2 separate regions of the Podarcis muralis genome follow, and region 1 is linked to region 2. Evidence: chromatin contacts called from public Hi-C data. All regions are on one chromosome and are shown on one strand. Each heading gives the region's core, a stretch centred on a gene start, on an enhancer-like site or on the middle of the called end of the contact. The rest is flanking DNA. Distances are from core to core; before and after follow the strand shown. Region 1 holds the start of COPS8 (COP9 signalosome subunit 8). Region 2 holds the start of DRC11 (dynein regulatory complex subunit 11).

Region 1 (4,395 bases), core at 1,182-3,681, 230 kb before region 2:
TTCTCACCATAGTGCTTGGCAATAGTCTTGTAGCCCAGCCCAGCCTTGTGCAGGTCTACAATCTTGTCCCTGACATCCTTGGACAGCTCTTTGGTCTTGGTCATAGTGGCTACTTTGGAATCTGCTGGACTGATTGCTTCTGTCGACAGGTGTCTTTTGTACAGGTACTGTAACGAGCTGGGATTACAGGTAAGACCTCTCCCTTACACCAGGTGCTTCTAATCTCTGCTTGTTACATAGAGTGAAGATACCAGGTAGCCCGACACCTGGTTGGTTGATAGGGGGTCAAATACTTATTTCACTCATCATAATGCACATCAGTCTCTGACTTTTGCCTTCTGGGTTTCTGGGGGTTTTCCTGTTGTTATCCTGTCTCTCACAGTTACAATAAACCTACCATTAAAATTATGGACTGGTCATTTCTTTGTCAGAGGGCAAACAGGCAAATTTAGCAGGGGATCAAATACAGTGGTACCTCGGATTACAGACGCTTCAGGTTACAAACTCCGCTAACCCAGAAGTATTACCTCGGGTTAAGAACTTTGCTTCAGGATGAGAACAGAAATCATGTGGCGGCAGCAGGAGACCCCATTAGCTAAAGTGGTGCTTCAGGTTAAGAACAGTTTCAGGTTAAGAACGGACCTCCAGAACAAATTAAGTTCTTAACCTGAGGTACCACTGTACTTTTCCCCCTCACTGTACATTTTCTACAGATCGGTTTCATTTGCTGAGACATTAGTGCTACATTAGGAAAAAAGGGGGGGAAACAGGTGGAGCGGAGGTGGAGTCAGGTGGCAAAGCTTTGGTGGTGAGAGATGTTGGGGTTGGCCTAGGGTGCGGTTGCTTGTTTGCGATTGGCTGTGGTGAACTTTGTTTTCACGTGTGAGTGGGGTCGAGCCTACAGGTAAATTTTGCAAAGTTGGAAGTTACGTGCTTCAACACGCCCCCTCACACACAAAAAGAATTTGCCAACATCACCAAGATAAAACTTAGTGGCACCAAGTTCAGATACCATGGGGTACAAATAAACAGAAACCTCAACAAATTATACCTCAACAACTACAATTCCTTGTTGTGGCAAATCAACAAAGACCTAAAGAGATGGAGCAACACCAACTTCACTCTCTCAGAGAAAATAGCCATGATCAAAATGATTACTCTTCCAAAAAATCCCTCTGATTCTGAAGGTAAAGGTTAAAACATGTGCAATTCCCTCACTGAAAACAAGAGAACTTCAAAGTGTTTCACTATTGCTGTGCCACGCTCTTGTTTAAAACAGTATCAATAAAGAACGTCAAGTAAAATTTTCTGTTTACCCAGGCATTTGAGGACTGAAAGATACTGACAGTGGCCAACTTGGAATTAGTATCTACAATGTATGTGATTGCCTTTAGATGCATTTTTTTAATTTTAAATTGTATTGTCTCAACAGTTCTGATGATTGTTGCCATGTGTTCCTTTGGGAGGAAGGGTGCGTGAGAGAGAAACAAAGCAAAACAAAACAAATAAGCCTCCTTTTGCGCGCCTGTTTTGTAAACTCTTCCAATTTCACAAGCATTACCCATCTCCACCTGATACATGAAAGTACTGAAGAATTAAATAAGCAAATCTCAGCGTGATCCTCTAGCACAGTGTTTCCCAACCTTGGGCCTCCAGCTGTTTTTGGACTACAACTCCCATCATCCCTAGCTAGCAAGACCAGTGGTCAGGGATGATGGGAATTGTAGTTCAAAAACAGCTGGAGGCCCAAGGTTGGGAAACACTGCTCTAGCAGCAGCTGCTTTCAAAGACACACTTCTTCTCAAATCCAGGTATTAGAGGTAGATCGAAAATAATTTTTACTTACATGTCATTATGCAAAAGGTACAAAGCTAGGAGTTGCGCATAAACGGGCGGTGTTGCTATTCCTCCAGGGGCCTAAAAAAATAAAAATAAAAGCGGTTTACAGAATTAATGGCAACTGAGTGATTACATGGTAGGAAGAACAGCATCTATTTCTGCCAGCCCCCCCGCAAGGCTGTTTGAATCCCTTGATCCCAGCGGCTGCCTCTGTTTTAACCAGTTCATGTCTCGGGTTCTTCGCCGTCTCTGTTTCGCCCCCCGAAGAGGAGCTTCTCCTGCGTCTGGGCTGCGCAACTTCAGCCCCCGCGCAGAGAGAGGCCTCGCCAAGGAGCCCCCCAGGCGCCTGGCGGGAGGAGGGCCGAGAGGGAGGCGGGGGGGGGAAGCAGCCTCAGGTAAACCGCCCCCCCCCCCGCCCCACACACCTCCAGCTCCTGCGTCTCGCACTGCTCCAGCAGCTTCCGGTAGCCGAGGGCGCCGCTCGCCGCCGCCGCCATCACCGCCACTGGCATCTTCGCGCCCGGCGCCGGCTCCAGCCCAGGCGGAGGGACGGGTCCTCCAAGGCGCGCAGGCGGGCGCTCTCGCCGCTCTCCCTCGGCTTCCGCTTCCGGCCCACAGGATTGACGTCACCAGCGCATAATAGGGGAAGACGCCACAGAGATAGGAAAGCAGAGAAGCCTCTCGCAGCCTACAACTCCCATCATCCCCCCTGGCGGCTCTCCATCCCCAGGCGAGGAGAGCCGCCAGGGGGCATGATGGGAGCTGTAGTCCCTGGCCACCCCGGGACTCAGAAAGGCAAGAGGCGCCCTACGGAATTGCTCGGACATCCTTGGAAGACTGCTATGGCAACTTGGTGAGGCCTTTAGGGACAAAATGGGTCAGATTCGGACAGAGCTGGATGCCACCCGTTGGAGCAAGTCCCTCGGGAGCACCTGCTCTGAGCAGCCCTGTTTAGGGAAGTTTTCAATGTTTGATGTTCTATTGTATTTTTAATATTTTGTTAAAAAATACATTTGTCCCAAAACCAGAAGCCTCTTTGGTATAATAGGTGAAGAGATACCAAGAGAGGATAAAAGACTTTTTATGTCTGCAACGACGGCAGGGAGAATGCTAGTAGCCCAGAGACAGAAGGAAGGAGAAGCACCAACGAAAGAAGAATGGCAGGTGAAACCGATGGACTATGCAGAGATGGCGAAAGTGACGGGGAAGCTCTGAAACCAGGAAGATCAAGGATTTTCTAAAGACTGGAGTAAATTAGTGATTTATTTAAAACACCACAGTAAACAGTTAAAATCTTTGGCAGGGATGTAAATGACACTTGTAATGTGGAATTATTTGTGGTAATTATGGTTATATGTTAGATGGATAAGGGTAAAAGATGCAGTAAACTTAAATCTAAATATGGAACCCATGGAGGGAAGGAGGTTCGAAAGTTTGAAAGAACCTTGTATTTTAATGTTTGAAATGGTTTTGTTTTATATGTATAAAATCATCAAAAACTCAATAAAAAATCATTTAAAAAAGAGGACATTTGCCAGGAGAAAGTTAAGAGGAGTTTTTGGAACTGTGGGCAACTGGAGGATACCGGTACTTCAGTGGTGCCTCAGGAGGGTGTGGATTGGGGGGGGGCACTGTCCTAAAGGGCTCCTGGGAATTATCCTGGGGTGTCCCACAGGGCTCCATCTTGGCCCCCATGCTAGGTAACATCCAAAGGAAGCCTCTGGGAACTGTCATTAGGAGATTTGGAGTGAAGTGGTGCTAAAATGCTGGTGACAACCAGCTCCATCTCTCTGTTCAGACTGAATCAGGAGAGGCAACTGAGGTTTTAGACCACTGCTCGGAGGTGGTGAGGGATTGGATGCAGGGCATAGCTAAGGAGGACAGCTGCCCCCTAAATCAATACAAACCTGAGGTTCTGCCCCCCCCCCCAAAAAAATCCTGGCTATGCCCATGCCTGGATATGGACCAATAATGTTGAATCCTGAAAAGACAAGTCCTCATGTTCTGGAGGTAGGGAGACAGCCTGTCCTGGATAGGATTGCTCTCCCTTGGAAGGAGCAGGTTCACAATTTGGGGGTGCTCCTGGAATCTACACTGTCCCCGGAGGCTCAGGTGGCCTTGATGGTGCATGAGTTAGGTAGATTTCCATGTACATTTACCATAGTAAAGATGCCCTGGCTTTGTATGTGTGACACACTCTGCCTGGCACACATTTGTGAATTCAGTGCTTCTGGTAATGTGTAAATATTACCAAAAAAAAACCCAGCCCCACCTTCTCAGGCAAGCCTTGCTCTCACTCACAAGCCCCTTATCATCAGTAAAAAAAGACTTGGGCAGGATTCATGTAGCGAACCCTATCAGAAGGGCTTGTGCAATGGGGCTCCCCACTTCCCATTACTTGGTTGGGGTGCATGTGTCAGGACCCCCAGAACAGTGCGTGGGTGGGCAGGGGTTTTTCTGCCTGACCAGCTGATATATTTGCGCAGATGGAACATTCAGCATGGTGCAGAGTTCAATCCCACCCCTAAAGTCCAGCTAATTCTCATGGATGGAGCA
Region 2 (3,948 bases), core at 439-2,938:
CCAGTCTTGACAGACTCTGGGGTTGTGCGCCCATCTCACTTAAGAGGCCAGGGGCCAGCGCTGTCCGGAGACACTTCTGGGTCATGTGGTCAGCATGACGAAGCTGCTCTGGCGAGCCAGAGCTGCACACGGAAACGCCATTTACCTTCCCGCTAGTAAGCGGTCCCTATTTATCTACTTGCACATCTACTCAGCAGTAAATCCTATTGAATTCAGCAGGGCTTACTTCTGGCTATGGGTTAGGACTGTATGGGGACCTCTCTCTGTGCTGCAAAGTGTTTGGGGGCAGGATGGTGGTGGAACCAAAAGAAGTTTGGGGGGTGTCACAGAAAGAGCAACATATATTTCTAGCTGGCAGAGTTGTGCCCTACATGATCTCTGAAATAACAGGAGTGCAGCAATTAGGGTGTGTGGGGGTGTTGGTGGGCCAGCTCCTTGTTTGGGGGACACATGCTGCCCCCCCCATCCAGCACCACCCTGTCTTTTATTAACGTCCTCCTATTGCGGGACGCGGGTGGCGCTGTGGGTAAAAGCCTCAGCGCCTAGGACTTGCCGATCGAAAGGTCAGCGGTTCGAATCCCCGTGGCGGGGTGCGCTCCTGTTGCTCGGTCCCAGCGCCTGCCAACCTAGCAGTTCGAAAGCACCCCTGGGTGCAAGTAGATAAATAGGGACCGCTTACTAGCGGGAAGGTAAACGGCGTTTCCGTGTGCGGCTCTGGCTCGCCAGATGCAGCTTTGTCACGCTGGCCACGTGACCCGGAAGTTCTGCGGACAGCGCTGGCCCCCGGCCTATAGAGTGAGATGGGCGCACAACCCTAGAGTCTGTCAAGACTGGCCCGTACGGGCAGGGGTACCTTTACCTTTTATACCCTTTTAAGGGACGTGGGTGGTGCTGTGGGTTAAACCACTGAGCCTCTTGGGCTTGCCGATCAGAAGATTAATGGTTTGAATCTGCATGGTGGGGTGAGCTCCTGTTGCTCTATCCCAGCTTCTGCCAATCTAGCAGTTCAAAAGCACACTAGTGCAAGTAGATAGATAAGTACCACTCTGGCGGGAAGCTAAATGGCATTTCCGTGCGCTGCTGTAGTTTCGTCAGAGCATGACCCAGAAGCTGTCTGTGGACAAATGCTGTTTCCCTCAGCCTTTAAAGTGAGATGAGCGCGCAACCCCAGAGTTGTCCGCAACTGGACCTAACGCTCAGGGGTCCCTTTACCTTTATACCCTTTTAAATGTGGTTTTGGGAGTGGGGGGGGGGGGGAGAGAAGTTATTGGTTAGTTAGTTTTTTACTATTCTTGTTTTTATTACGTACTTTGGTGTTTTTATCTTGTATTTCCATGCTGTGAGATCTACGGATGTATACCCTCCGGCGGTATACAAATTTAATTAATCATAAAGATTGTTTAGTTATGACATATGTACACAGGGCGGTGCACAGCATAGAAACACAAAATAAAAACACAAAACGCTTGATAAAGGCGAGGAGGGCAGCAAGGCCAACCCATCACCCCCTTGCTCTTCTGCCTTAGTATGGGGGGGGGGGGGACGCATAGCAGCAGCAGCAGGAGGGCAGGTAGGCAGCCCGGGGGGGGGGGACCGGAGACAGCCTCCCTCCCCCCCTCCCCAGGCACCACGTGGCCCTGCGCTGCTGCCCCGCGGGCCGCCCTCGCCCCCCCCCCCGCCTCCGGGTGTTCCCATAGCAACCTCCCGGGGCGCCTCCGCCGCGGGCCTGGCTGGGCCTGGCGCCCCGTTGCTAAGCAGCGCCTGGAGCAGGAGGAGGAGGAGGAGGCTGCGGGTGTCGCCGTGCAAAACACGGAGCCCGGCGGGGGCGGCTTGGCTTCGGGCTGAAAGAGCCTTCTAACAAGACACCGCCCCCCTCTAGGAACAGGGTCCGGCGGCGCCCCTCTTCGTCCACCCCGCCAGGAAGGGAAGTCTGGGCCGCCGCCGCCGCCGCCATGTCCCACAAGTAAGTGCGACTCTGCCCCGGCGCCTTGCTCGCGAGGAGAAGGAGGCTGGCTCGCTCCTCGGCGCCCAGAGGGCTCTTTCCTAGCAGAGGCGCCTCCAAGGAAGGGCCCGATCCCGGCAGAGTTCAGCCTCTGGTTAAACCCAAGGGAAAACTCTCCCCATGGTGCACATATTACAATACGGTTCAGGAGCTCAAGTGCTCCTTGGAGATGATCCGAATAGCTGGGTCGCTTTGTACGGAAGAAGGCAATCCGAAATTACTTTGGCCTTTAAACGTCGTCATCACAAATACTCTGAATTCTGCCTAGAACCAACTTTGAAGCCGGTGCAGCTGTTCCATTAGGCGAGCCATGCTCTGAAAAGTTTCCCCCGTTAACATTCTGGACCAGGGAGTTGCCCAAATGCACCCCTTATGTAAAGTGCAATGCGATAATCAAGATCTGCTTCCTCCAGAAACAGGTGTCATTGGCACACCCATTTCAGGTGCGCCAAGGCCCTCTGGCTGCAGCTGACTCTTGGGCATCCAGGGTCAAAGCTAGGTCCAAAAAAATACCACTAAGCCACAGACCCTGCATTTTCGGGGGTGGGGGGCGGTAATCCCATTCAACATTGGTTAAATGTAAGTACCTGTGGATCCCATCGGACTTGGTTAAGGTTACCAGACGTCACCGTTTCCTGGGGACAGTCCCCAGATTTACAAGTCAGTCCCCATACAAAATCCATTGAAGCTGAAAAGTGTCCCCGGATTCATTGAAAAATATCTGGTAACCTTAGACTTGGTGCTGCTTACTTCTAAGTAGACATGAATAGGGTTGCACTATTTGCTATATTTTACTTCGTTCTCTTTGTATGTACTAAAGTGTTCTCTTCCCCAACCCACTTTATTAGCACGTACAATAAAATGTGGGCGGAAGCCCAGGAGTCCCTCAACTGCCTGTTACAGAAGGAGATAGAAGAGAAATCCCACAAACCATTGAAAGATCGCCAAGTGGTATTTCAAATGCTAGGCACTTTCTACGTCAAGTATGTGCAGATATTTCGCAATTTGGAAGCTGCTTATGACCAGATTGTTCACCCACAAAAGCGTTTAATTATTCGGCAAATGCTTGATGGAGTAATGGGTCGTATTTTGGAGTTAAAGAATGAAATGGTGGAGCTGGAGTTGTCAGAATATCATTACTTTGATGACATTTTACAAGATCTTAAGCTGGCTCCTGTAAGTATAGTCCCTTCATGTTGTTTTTCATATTGTAGAATCAAATCCTAAATAACTGTTTGTTTTCTTTAAATAACTGACTTTTGTGCATCTTAATATAGCTGTCCAATTGTTCTCAGTTGTAAAAATCACATGAAAAAAAATTCAAAGAGCCCCACTCCATTGAATACTTGGTTCTTGAACTGTTATTCCATTTCCATTTTTCAACTATAGTATGTGAGTTTTTTTCAGTTTCACCATAGAAATGCAAAAAGCTGCTCCAACCCACAGCAGGTTAAATCTAAGCCCTGGCTACCAAGTGCAAAGAAGATAGTAAGGATGGACCTAAGCGGAGACATATCACCTTCACCTATAATCAAGGAACACATACAAAAACTGGGCTTCAGTGAGTTGGGGGGGGGGGGGAGCTGATAATACCCCAGCAAGCCTCATTGAGAATCACGGATTTAATTTATTTCTCTCATACAGCTCCACCTGTTGCCCACATCATGAACTGCATCAAACTTTCATTTAAAAAAAGATGTTAAACTGTAAATTCGGCACATAAGCTATGTTTACATTTTTCACACAAAGCTACCTTTACAAAAGATGGCTACTGAGAACCTTCAAATTGCTCCTTGAGAACCCCTAAGTTCCAAAAGCAGTTTTCCAAAGACTCTTTCACCAGGGTGGTTTGAGGGAAAATAGCCTATCAGTGGTGCATCTCCTGTGCTAAAGGTTAGCAAGCCATAAATGTCTCATTCTTCTCCCACATGCAGAAATACCCACAT

The links. Hi-C and Micro-C count contacts between places; a contact is called where the count stands out from the background.
Region 1: a contact with region 2 is called in a Hi-C map of blood, with 5 times the contacts expected there. The contact joins the promoter of COPS8 here to the promoter of DRC11 in region 2. A contact is called at or near these places in 2 of 3 Hi-C or Micro-C datasets (blood and tail).

Annotation. Positions count from the first base shown.
Region 1 is chr1:131,590,880-131,595,274 of rPodMur119.hap1.1, reverse strand. COPS8 (COP9 signalosome subunit 8) reads right to left here and starts at 2,431. Exons shown (of 8, transcript XM_028703490.2): 1 at 2,265-2,431; 2 at 1,847-1,917. The coding sequence starts at 2,351.
Region 2 is chr1:131,355,776-131,359,723 of rPodMur119.hap1.1, reverse strand. DRC11 (dynein regulatory complex subunit 11) reads left to right here and starts at 1,688. Exons shown (of 18, transcript XM_077918628.1): 1 at 1,688-1,963; 2 at 2,851-3,178. The coding sequence starts at 1,953.